Linked DNA regions of Macaca mulatta: region 2 is linked to region 1. The links are chromatin contacts, called in public Hi-C maps. All regions are on one chromosome and are shown on one strand. Each heading gives the region's core, a stretch centred on a gene start, on an enhancer-like site or on the middle of the called end of the contact. The rest is flanking DNA. Distances are from core to core; before and after follow the strand shown.

What was found. A called contact is a pair of places that touch in the nucleus more often than the background predicts.
Region 2: a contact with region 1 is called in a Hi-C map of fetal cortex germinal zone, with 2.8 times the contacts expected there. The contact joins the promoter of MAN2A1 here to the promoter of PJA2 in region 1. A contact is called at or near these places in 3 of 14 Hi-C or Micro-C datasets (fetal cortex germinal zone, fetal cortical plate and liver).

What each region holds. Positions count from the first base shown.
Region 1 is chr6:118,244,367-118,250,277 of T2T-MMU8v2.0, reverse strand. PJA2 (praja ring finger ubiquitin ligase 2) reads left to right here and starts at 3,293. Exons shown (of 10, transcript XM_015140547.3): 1 at 3,293-3,407.
Region 2 is chr6:118,516,534-118,522,444 of T2T-MMU8v2.0, reverse strand. MAN2A1 (mannosidase alpha class 2A member 1) reads right to left here and starts at 2,975. Exons shown (of 22, transcript XM_015140548.3): 1 at 1,871-2,975. The coding sequence starts at 2,005. It overlaps LOC114678876, which reads left to right and starts at 1,588. Exons shown (of 1, transcript XM_028849639.2): 1 at 1,588-4,605. The coding sequence starts at 2,661. The coding sequence ends at 3,020.

The sequences.
Region 1 (5,911 bases), core at 2,044-4,543:
GCACTGGGTGAGTCTGGAGTGAAATCAAATAAAGGCAGCCTTGTACAATCTGCAGAACCACCAGATAGGTCAAATAATGACAGTTCTCTGGAAATTAGGCTCTTTAAAGGAGCTCCAGCACCATTCTACTTCCCCTGCTGGCTACCAGCCTGCTCATTTTCACAATTGTGGGCTGTTGGTTTTCAAAGCTACAGTGGACCTGGACATGTGACTGTTAGAGTAGGGCAAGTCAAAATGACACAAAACTCACTGTTCTTAGAGATTCAGCTGTTTGAATAAATACTCCCTGGATTGCTGCAAACCTTTGGTAAATTTTCAGAGTTCTAAAAAAGCTGGTTCTGACAATTTTGCCAGTGTTCTCATTGCTGAAGAGAATTTTCAGAGGTCCTTACACCTTCATTTTGGCTGACATCACTCTAAGGCTATGATTAGAACATAGATCCTCTCACTCCTTGACCGAGCCTTCTTCTATTTAAATTAGTGGTCATCAAATTTATGCATATCAGAATTACCTGGAAGGCTTGTAAAAATACAGCTGGGCAACATACCTAGAATTTCTGATTCAAGTCTGAGGTTGACACCTGAGAATTTGCATTTTATGTATATATTTATTTTTTATTTTTATTTTTTTGAGGCAGTCTCACTCTGTCACCTAGGCTGGAGTGCAGTGGCACGATCTTGGCTCACTGCAGCCTCTGCCTCCTGGGTTCAAGGGATTCTCCTGCTTCAGCCTCCTGAGTAGCTGGGACTACAGGCATGTGCCACCATGCCTAGCTAATTTTTGTATTTTTGGGTACAGACAGGGTTTCACTATGTTGGCCAGGCTGGTCTTGAACTCCTGACCTCAAGTGATCTGCCTACCTCAGCCTCCCAAAGTGCTGGGATTACAGGAATGAGCCACCACGCCTTGCCAGAATTTGCATTTTTTAAAACTTCCCAAGTAATGCTGATGCTGTAGGTGTAGGGATTATAATACACTTTAGGAACCACTGCAGAATATCATGTAGTACCTTCAATCCATTGCCTTAGGTAGTGCTTCCCAACCCTGGAATCAACAATACATATAAGCGAATAATATATACTCTCTATGTAGTAATACAATACATAAGCTATTATGTATTTAGTACTTCATTGTAGGCATGATATGCTTTACATTGATAGGGTTATTTAATCTATACAACTCATGAATTGGTATTATTACTTTCCCATATTTATAATAAATTGGAAACTGAGGTCAGAGAACAAAGTAGATTGCCCAGAGGCACATGGCTACAAATGCAGGAGCCAGTATGTGAATATGTCTGTTTGATTCTAGAGTATAGGCTTTTTCAGCCTCCATACCAGTGTTTCTCATAGTAAGAGCTCACTTATGATGCCTTGGTTAACTGTAGTTGGGACATGCATGCAGGATTAAAAACAATGACTCATGTAGTGAGAAAGTGATTGTTATTCTGGCTCTATTTTTTCTATCCTTTGATGACATCATGATAAAAATACCATTTGAGTGCTATATCTTTAATGTGTGTCTAATGGTTGGTAGCCTGCCCTTTTAACAAAGAGAGTTGTCTTTAGACTTAGAGCCTTTAGTGGGCAACAATCTGTGGCCATAATTTAAAAACATTGTTTTGCATTCATTTTTCTTACAGTTACTTTCAACTTATAATAGGTGATGCTAGTTTTCCATTTATAGTACTTTTATAAAGTCTCCTTCTTAAAGAAATTAAAGAAAACATACATTTATTTAAAGAAAAAAGGATAGTGAGTAGTATACACAGATACAGTATGAAAAAGGTTGAAATTTGGGAATCCCTGCCTTCCAGAACAGGTTAATGTTCCAAGTGGGCCAATCTGGAACACCCTAAAGGGAAGTTAGGGAAATGTAATTAAAATATGAATTTTGTTTTTTTCAAAAAGGTACTTGGATGGTTAGTCAGAACTCCTACAGCAACACGTGTAAAGGCAGGGTAATATCAAGCGAGGAATGGTTTCTTGGTAAGAAATGTACTACAGGAGTGGGCTGGGATTCAGATGGGATTTCACAAAATGTCTGGCAAATTCTCATAAACCTAAATTTCTACAGTAAATTTTGGGTAATTTGTTTCCAACAACAGCGAAAAAATTGTCTCAGTTCACAGGCAAGAGAGTTTGCAGTTGTTAAGGGGACAGCACAAGAAGTGGGGCTCTTAATTCGTGGGGGAGGGGTCGCGATGAATACATCCTGGGCACCGGGCGACGGGTCGGGGGTAGGGAATAAGAGAAGACAGCGGGACTGTAATCAGAGAAGCGGACACGTTTCAAGATGAATAAAAAGAACATGTGCGGAACGAAGAAACAGTTTTGTATCACTGACATAATTAACTAAACTGTTACCCAGGTTTAAATTAAGCAAGGTGTCCGGGGACTACAGCTGTTGTATTTATTTTGGCTGCATGTCATGGGAGCTGTTACTTCCCGGCTTGACAAACAGCCTCAAGATGCAAGCTGGAAGGCTGTGGTCAGCCCAAGGCTATGGAGAGGAAAGGCAGGCCTCCTCTGAACCCCGCCCCAGCAGAATAAGAAGCGAGGGGCAAGGGTCAGCGCGGAAAGGGAGGGTGGAAAGCGCCACAGAGTGCCCAGGGTCAGGGTGGGTAAACGAGCCTTTCCTCCTGTCTTTTTTTTTTTCTCCCACAGATATCTGAATTGTAACTGAACTTTATGCCAGACCTTAACCTTGTTAATCAGGTTTCCAGTCAAATCAGGATCGATTTTAACGCCTCCATTTTGGTTGTCGCTATTGGAATTTCCGAAAAAGCCTAACTGCGCCAGTCCTTCTGTTAGTTCTCCACACCCACCTCCCTTTCCCTGAGACCCCGCCCTTTTCTCTCAGCCCAAACCACAAAAGGCCGCGCTGTTTTAGCTCCTACACGGTGCTCCGCCCCCTCCCCAAACGTCGCAGTACTGCAGGGAAAGGAGGTGGGCCCGGCTGGGGGTGGGGGACGGAGTCGGCTTCGTCTTTCCGCTCTTCAGCCAATGGTGAACTCCCCCTGAGGGAGATGGGGGAGCAGGCTGTAGAGAAGGTCCAAGTATTTTTCCCTTTTTCTGCCACGTCCCAACCATTGACGTGAGCCCACTCCTCAGGTTCTGATTGGGCGTATGCATTGTCCCCCGGCAGAGATCCTGTAAGCCGATTGGTCATCTCTGCCATGAGGGCGGGGCTTGCATACTCTCCTCCTTCGCCTCAACCGCGGCGCAAGGGGCGGGACTCGCCGCCACCGCCTCTGCTTCCGCCGCCGCCACCGCCGCCGCCGCCGCCACAGCCGCCAGCCGCTGCGCGTTCGGCGGGGGAGGAGTTGGAGGCGGAGAAGAAGGCGGTGGTGGCGGGTGGAGGTTCGAGCGCTGTTCTCGCTCCGGAGCCGCTGCACATTTCGGTGAGGGTTTTTTTTTTTTTTTTTTTTTCCAATCTGGCTTGTTCCGCTGTAGGGAGTGTGGGGGTCGGGGCGAGGAAATTGCTGCGTTCTGCTCCTCAGTTTCTCTGTCTCTAGCCTCGGGAAGGAGCGGGGCCTGTCCCTGGCCTGCTGCGCCGGCCATGGTGGGTGGGGTTGATGGCTGTGGGAACCCTTTTTCGCCTCCTGGGCCCTGTCCAGCCCGGACCCGGGCCGCGCTCCTATCCGGGACGGTCGCTCCCGCCGCCCCCCGACGGATGACATCGGTTGGTATCGGGGTCTCCGCTGCCGCTCTTTCCTCCTGCCTCTTCTGCTGTCCTTGGTGACTTGGCCAAGGACCCCGCTGGCTTTCCCGTACACTCGCCACTGTCCGAGAGTGTGCCCCCCAACCAACACCTCACACCCCCCTTCTGCCGGTTTCCCGTCTCCCCGCGTAGAGCGGAACCATCTTACGCCACAGGCCTGCAGCCCCCCTCCCCCGAGGAGCCTTCCGTTGCCGTCGCTCTGCTGGGCGTCTGCATTTTCCCCGATTGTCAGTGAGGCTCGGCACGCAGACACCCCGCTCGAGCCGCAGCAGTCGCTCTACTCCCGGGATCAGCACCCTTCCGCCAGGGCTGTTCTCTGTTAGCGATGTCAGGCCAGAGCTCCTCTTGCAGATGCACCTTTAATTTGGCCTCCCTCAGATGACTGTTAATCATTTTGCGCACATTCAAAATGGTGAGCTTGAAGACGCTCAGACCAAGTTGAAGCAAAGGGAGGTGGTAAATAGTCATTTTGCAGGGAGGAAGAGTAATCTGAGAGTTCTGTCTCCGGATATTAAAAAAAAAAAAATTTACATCCGCATAGGCACTTCTTTTGAGTCTGCTGGTTTTGTGAAGTTTAAAATTTTCGTTACAGGCTTAATGTATTCTGTTTTATCATGAAATATTTGGTCACATTTCTTTAAAATGGCAGTCACCTTTGCTGAAGGCTACAGATTATGTGAAGTGTATGTGAATAAACCTGAGGATAACAGTAATAAACGTTTAAACTATATTTTTCAGTGTTGTAATTGTCTTTTGGGATTCATGTCAATTTTATATGAGATAACCACTTAATTTTAAAAATTCATTACAGACATGGCAAGTTTGATGTACATTTCAACAATGTAAATAACGGACTGTTAGGTAAAATTAGAATATTTCTTTTCATCCCCCAGTCCCACTCCAGTGTCAAGTTGACAGTTTAGTGTTCATTTTTCAAAACGCTCTTACAAATGCACTTCTAAACACATAAACGTACAGGTAAAGTTTTTTTTTTTTTTGAGGGAGGCTATACCATATGCCAAACATGTTTGCATACCGCTTGCTTATTGACTTATTTACATATCTTGAACACCTTTACTTGTTACATAAAGGTCTCCCTAATACTTTTTTAAAGGCTAACTGGTATCTCATCAGTTTGAATGGGCTATAATTTATTCCCTTTTTGAAAGACATTTAATTGTAGTTTCTTTTTGGTATCACAAATAATGATTTATAGTGAAAATAACTTTCTAATTAATTGATCGATGTTTAATTACAAATTTTAACTCATCCTTGATTTAAAAAAATTAAACAGTATGGAAGAATGTAAGATAAAAAGTACCGCTTCCACTTCTAGTCCTGCTTGCATCCTGATTGTCTGCCACCGTTAACAATTCAGTAAACTTCCTCTATGTGTGATTATTTCTGGAGCATGGGTTCCTAGAAGTGGAGTTGCTCAGTTAAAAGATTATGCGTATTTTAAATTTTGGTAACCCTTTCTCCCTCTTTATTACTCTTGTTGAAAATATTCTTGAATGTTTCTTACACATTTCTTCTTCTAGGTAAACTTTAGACTCAACTAAAAATCCTTAGCTATTTTGAATAAGATTGTATTGAAATTTTAGATTAATTTGGAGACAACTGATCTTTATAGTATTGAGTCTCTCTCCTCAGAAATGTGGCCTCTCCATTTTATTCACATCTTGTTTTATATTCTTAGGGAAATTTTTATAGTTTTTCTTTTTTTTCTTCATACGTATAACATTCCTTCCCAGTATTCCTAGCTATTTTATGGTTTGATTCGTGTGGTGGATGGAAACTTTAAATAACATTCCTCTCTCTCTTTTCTCTGGTTATAGCCAAACTTTTGAGTTTTCTATCATGTATCAAATTATTTTATTGAGTTGATTATCAGGAGATAGTTACAGTTTTGTGGTTTCCTTTTCAGTTTTTATAACTTAGGTGTTTTTCTCATTGCTTTTGCAATTATACATCCTATAAAATGTTGAACACTGATAGATTAAAAACTAATAGCACTGATAGCTAAAAACATGGTATTGTTTCTGACTTTAAGGGGGAATGCTTCTAATGTTTTAGCATTAATTATGATGTTTGCTGAAGCTTTCTGGTAAAGCCGCCGATATTAAAATATTTTCTTCTAGTCTTGGCTTTCCAAGATGATTATGTTGTTGTTTCTGACATTTT
Region 2 (5,911 bases), core at 1,726-4,225, 270 kb before region 1:
CTGAGAAAGGCAATCTTAAATACAAAATGCTCTACCTCCCAGTTCAGTACCAACAGCCTTCTCCAGCAGCCACTTTCACCTTTCATCAAATGAAAGGTGATGAAGTTCTGCTCTTACACTTAAAGCAGAACTTCAGCCTCTCATTGAGGACTAAGGATGGGTATTACAATATTGGAATTAGCTTTGCCTAAGATTTCCCAGTAACTGAATGAGTCACTCACGTCTTTAGAAATAGAGAAAATGTCAAGGTTGCCAGAAAACCCAGGTCCAGATGTTTGCATAAATCATTTTCAAGTGATCATCAAGCCAAAGCCAAAGGACATTATTTAAGGAAATGCTTTAAGTAAAATATATCACTTTTTATGATTTTCTTGTAATGGAGGAAATTCTGAAAATGAGGTTACTGGAGGGAAAAAAATTACAGTAATTTCAATCCCAAAATTACACAACATATCAAGCTAAGCTTAAAACTCCTTACCTTTTTCCAACTGTTCTCTCCAACCTCATCAAGAAGCACTGGACAAGCTTTGAGCTCAAGATTTAAAGATGCCCATAGTGCTTGTTTCTATTTTCTCTGTCATACTACCTAAGGAAAGCAGAGGCTTTTAAAATTTTGATACATCTCTCTGCAGCAAGATTTTTAATACCTCTCACCGACAAAACATGTTGAGTGCTCTGTATTGATGATAGCACCCATAAAAGGGTCTTTTTTCACTTTCAAAATAATTCCAGTAAAGTTTGTCCTTTAATCTCAATTAAATTCATGCCATTTGCTCTAGCATAATAGAAAAAAAATGGCAAGAATATTCTTTGGTCATTTAAGTTGTCACAAAAGAGAAAAAAAAATCAACTTCACGTCTAGGCTTCTCTCTCTCTCGTAAGTCAAGTAGGAATAGTTAGATTGCCCTGTCAGGGTTTGAGTTCTTCAGGTTCATCCGTTCCAGAGCACACTACATAATACCCAGTTCCACCCCAATTTCTGAAGTGCACAGGTTATTGGCAAATAACTTGAAACTGAACTCGCACATGCCGCGCGGCGGGTACCCTTCCAAAGGGAACAGATTGTGTCCGCTTTGCTTATTTTCGGTAACTTTAAATAAGACTTTGGATGGGTCGTTTTCCCAACTCATTTACCAATTTTACCACTGGACGCAGGGCTGAGCGCCCCACAGCTTTCGGCCGGAGTATAACACGCGCTTCCCCACTCGGTTCCCCATGTCTGCTACAAACAATCCAGAGGTAATAGCTGAAGAATGACGACACTAAAATCAACCTACAGATTCACATCTAAAACGGCTGCAACACGAAATAAACTTCTCTCTCTTCAGAGGCAGTGGGGAAGAAAAAAAATAATAATAAGGCTAGGTGGGGTCGGTTTGATCCATTTCCGAGACTCGGTGAGCGTAGGGGTCTGGACTGTGCGGGCGACTTAACCCCGTAAGAGCCGAGAACGACCCCACCGCCATACGCGGGCCCCGGGCTGGGGGGGCGCCTCACGCCGCGCCCGTTCCCCCGCCAGCAGGTGCCCGAAGCCACCCCAACAGGCCGGGTGCGAATGCCGGAACATGGCCACTTCCCTGAGAGCGATGCCGCCGCCGCACGCCGCCCGGCACTTTGTTAACTCGGCGCGCCCGGGCGAGATGGCTCCCAAGAGATGATCATTGCCGTCCGAGAGCTACAGAGCCCCGGCTGGCGGCGGCTGGGACCCTCCCCTGGCCTGGCCTCGCCCAGCACCGGTGTGGGGCCGCGGCAGGAGGAAGAGGTCGGGGAGGAGCCGGTAACCAGGAGCCCGCACGCCTGGCCCCCCCGGTAACCAGGGGCCCGCACGCCTGGCCCCTCGGAGCCCCGCGCCCCCTTCCCAGGTGCTTACCTGAGGAAAGGAGCCCTCGCGGCGCGGGTTCCTGGGGTAGTCTAAGTGACCCCGGTCCAGCATCAGATAAAGCGAGAAAATCACCACACAGAAGATCGCACTGCCGAACACGGTGAACTGGCGGCTTAACTTCATTTTCCTCGATAGACTCGGGGCCAGGACACTGTCCTCAGCCAGAGGAGACAGCGGACTGTTGACTCCAGGAAGCAGCCGCCGGAGGCTCCCTTCTCCCAGGCTGCGCGCCCTCCGCGCTGTCGGCTGCGGGTGCTAGTCCCAGCCGTGCTCCGCACCTAAGTCTCCGGCGCCACCACACGCCCTTGGCCTTCGCCCTGGCCTGCCGCCCTCCCCGGGGCCGGGCGCCCCTCTCGAGGCGAGACTCGCCGGCAGCTGGGAAGGGGCCCCCACAAACTTGATCGTAAGCTCAGCGCCGACCTCCGGCAGGGCGCGCGGGGCAGGCGGAGGAGAGGTCGCTGCCCGCACTTCCTGCCACCGCCGCGCCAACTGAGTCGGCAGGAAAAGTTTTCTCGACGAGGGCAGGCGTGTCCTCCTCACCCAGGGGAGGCGCGGGTTCGGCAGTTCCCGGGCCGGGGCCGCGCAGCTAGGTCAGAGAAGCGGAGGAGAAAGGAACAGGGTCGTGAAGAACCTAGCCCTACAACTTCTAGCCGGGACGGTCGGGCCCGCCCCCGCGGCACCGCCCCCGCCTCCCCCAACTGAGCCCCTTCCTGCCGCCGCCGCCGCCGCCGCCGCCACTGGGCCGGTGTGTACCCTGGACTCCGGGGCGCACGAATTGATGAGTTTCCTCAGAGCTAGCATCCGCTTGCCGGCCTCTCCCGCCCCCAGCCGTCTCTACCTTCCCCCTCCCGAACCCAGGCTGCGCGGGGAGGTGCAGGGGGCGGGCGGTGGCAACGCGGGGAGAAGGAAAAGGAGAGCAGGGAGAAAAGGACCGTCCCCGGAGAGAAGCCCGCTCCAGCTGCAGCCGCGATCCCCCTCCCTCTTTCCCGCCCCACAAACGCGGAGATGGCGGCGGCAGCGGCGAAAGGAAGCGCCGGTTCTCCAGCGCCACTTGGCGCTCCAGCACCGCCTGCTACGAGCAGGAGGAGACAGCGGCGGCGCGGCGGCCGCCGGGTCAATAAGCGCCGACAGCCCCTGAGCCGAGCGGGCGGCTGGCCCCGCCCCCTCCCGGCGCTCCGAGTTGAGGGGGCGGGCCCCCCGGCGCCCAATCGCAGAGCGTCACCGGCCGGACCCGCCCCGCGCCTGCCTCCCAGTGTCCCGGCGGTAGGAAGACCTCACAAGGCTCTTGTGACCTGGCAGGCAGCTTTCTGGGAGTTGAGGCCTTCGGAGGCGTTCAGGCGCCAGCACCCCACGTCCAACAGGGGGTTGAACTTACACCCCACTTCCCTTTGTTGCCCAGGTTTCCTATCCTAGGACACTCGGGCCTGGCGTGCCTGGAAGAGTACTTAGTGAAGGGCTGGAGGAAATGCAAGAGAAGAGGGCTTGCACATTCTCTTCGGGCTATTTCCTCCTTTGGTCACAGCCTGTTGAAACCTGGGGGAAAGGAGACTGACAAAGGGCCGTCCAGGCACATGTAGAAACATCTGACTGCGAATTCCATGAGTGTAATCTGAGAAGTGATGCTTGTGCCAGTTATTGATTGCCTCTCAGCTCCAAATTCACCCTTTTTGACTGCACTGTAAAAATGGATCTGAGCCTTTTAAACAGTTTTTCGTTTGCCTTCTGGGACTGAAGCTTTGTCAGTAGAGGGCGCTGAAGAGACATTACAGAAAAAAAGGATTTTGCTTCCTGGTTTCTGTGTATTGATAGGCTTTTGCAGCATACCTGGCTTTCTCCAGTGCCAAGATCCTATAGTGCTCAGTAACTAGCAATTTCCTCTCCCGTGCCCAACTCCAGGAGCTTTGTAGAGGAGGTGAGACACTACCCCATGCATAACTTCCCTGGTACCCTAGAGGTATTTGCAGCAAGTTGCAGAGGGCACATGTTCCACAAGCTTTGCAGGCGTAGCCCAATGGTGACTTCTCTGCCATTCAGTGAGCCAGGTCATGCCCTCTCCAAAAAGGTCTAGATCTTAGCCCTGGGAGGAATTGGGGAGATTCTTCATTGGGCACTCTGTCTCTCAGTCCAAGAGTTAGTTATAAGGTTAGCTCCTTATACCTGCTGTTGCTATATTCTTTGAAGTTCTCTTTTCACTAGTGAATCCTTCATTACTCTAATTCTCTATTATAGTTAATAATTCTTTTTATTAAGCCTTCCCTGTCCCAGGAATAGTCCCAAGAAATAGACCTGCAAAGATGGGATTAAAGGTCAGTTTGATTGAGGTTTTGAGCTTGAGCTCGTTGCCAAAGGGAAATGTAATTCATGACATGCTGGGCATCTCAATTAAGCAATTACCTGTGGTTGATCCTGATGAAGTGCCAACTGAAGCCTGTGCCTTGGGGGCCCAAGTGGCTGCTACACTTGACTGCTATGGTTGTAAAGGTGACTAGAAAGACTGGTGTGGGATGGATTCTTTTGAGTGGTTAGTTATAAAGAGAAATGAAAGCACAGGTTTTTTAACTCTCAGAGTTATGGCATGAGAACCAGAGATATTCTGTAGAATTCTAAAAGCTCTGGTTTATTGTAGCGACAAGAATGATGCTGAGAAACAAAATTTTAATTTTCATGTTACTAAATTATAACTGCTATTAAATTCATACACATTCTCAGTTTTTCACGTAAAAGGGTGTTATTTTTTAATAATAGAATCTCAATACTTGAAATGGGTTGGACCCAGATGAAACCGACAATCTTAAACACTCCAACTCTTTCTCTTATCAGTGGAAGTAGGTTGCCCTCCAGTGTCTAAAGAGACTAGACTTGCTTGAAAACCTTGACTATAGAGGATGCCACTATCTAGATGGGCTCCCTGGTTTCAGTGGGGATGACACAATCTCAGAATAGCAGAGGCCAGGCAGCACATAACAAAGACAAGGTGGGCACATCTACCTTAAAGGGCAGCAGGATATCAGACTGCCTTGGCTTACAAAGCTGCTCTGGGAACAAAATAGGTAGGCAGTTGAAATAGATTATTGCTTGATATTTATAACAGTTGTAAAGATCTAGGTCAGGTAGCCAAAACCTGACTTGAGTCACCATAGTGGGTAGTCACAATCTCCCAGTTCTCAGACCTAAGTCAATTCACAGACCCTTAGTCCCTTGGTTGAAAGAGAATCTGTGTCCCCTTTAGGAAGGATCTTGCACCTTGGCCACAGTACACATGGCAAATTCTTTCAAGCTTTCCCCAAAACGACATGTGGCCATTTACTAGTGACTCTACATTGGCAAAAAGGAAATACACAGATCATTTTAGGTTTACTAAACACTGGCTCTGAGTTGATGCTAATTCCTGGGGACAGAAATCACCACTGTTAGTCCACATACCAACTATGTGTCTACTTTCCCAGTATAATTGGAATATGTATTAATGACATAATTTTAATGGCAAAAACAGCAATTACTTTGGCATCAATCTAATAATTGTAATAGACATACTTAGCAACTGACAGGATCCCCACATTGGGATTTAGCCATAGAAAGAGGACCATTATTAGGGAGAGCTAAATGGAAGCTCCAGGAGCTCTTGGAGCTTCCATTTAGTTCACCAGATGCAACACTGCATGGCTGGGAGGAATTGCAGGAATCAGTGCTACCATAAAAGCCTTAAAAGGAGTAGGGGTGGTGATACTTATTCTCATTTAATTCACCAGTGCAGAATAAATCTAGTAGAATAACTGTGGACTCATAAACTTAATCAAGAAGTGATTCCAATTGCTGCTGCTGCTGTCTCAAATGTATTATTTTTACTGGAACAAATCAACATAAGACTTGGCACTTGGTATATAGCTACTGATGTGGCTAATGCTGTTTTCTCTATACCTATTTGTAAAACCACCAGAAGTAGTTGGCTTTCTCCTGTCAGGGCCAACAGGATACCTTCACAGTATTGTCTTGGGGGTGTATCAATTCACTTTAATATAGTCCACAGAG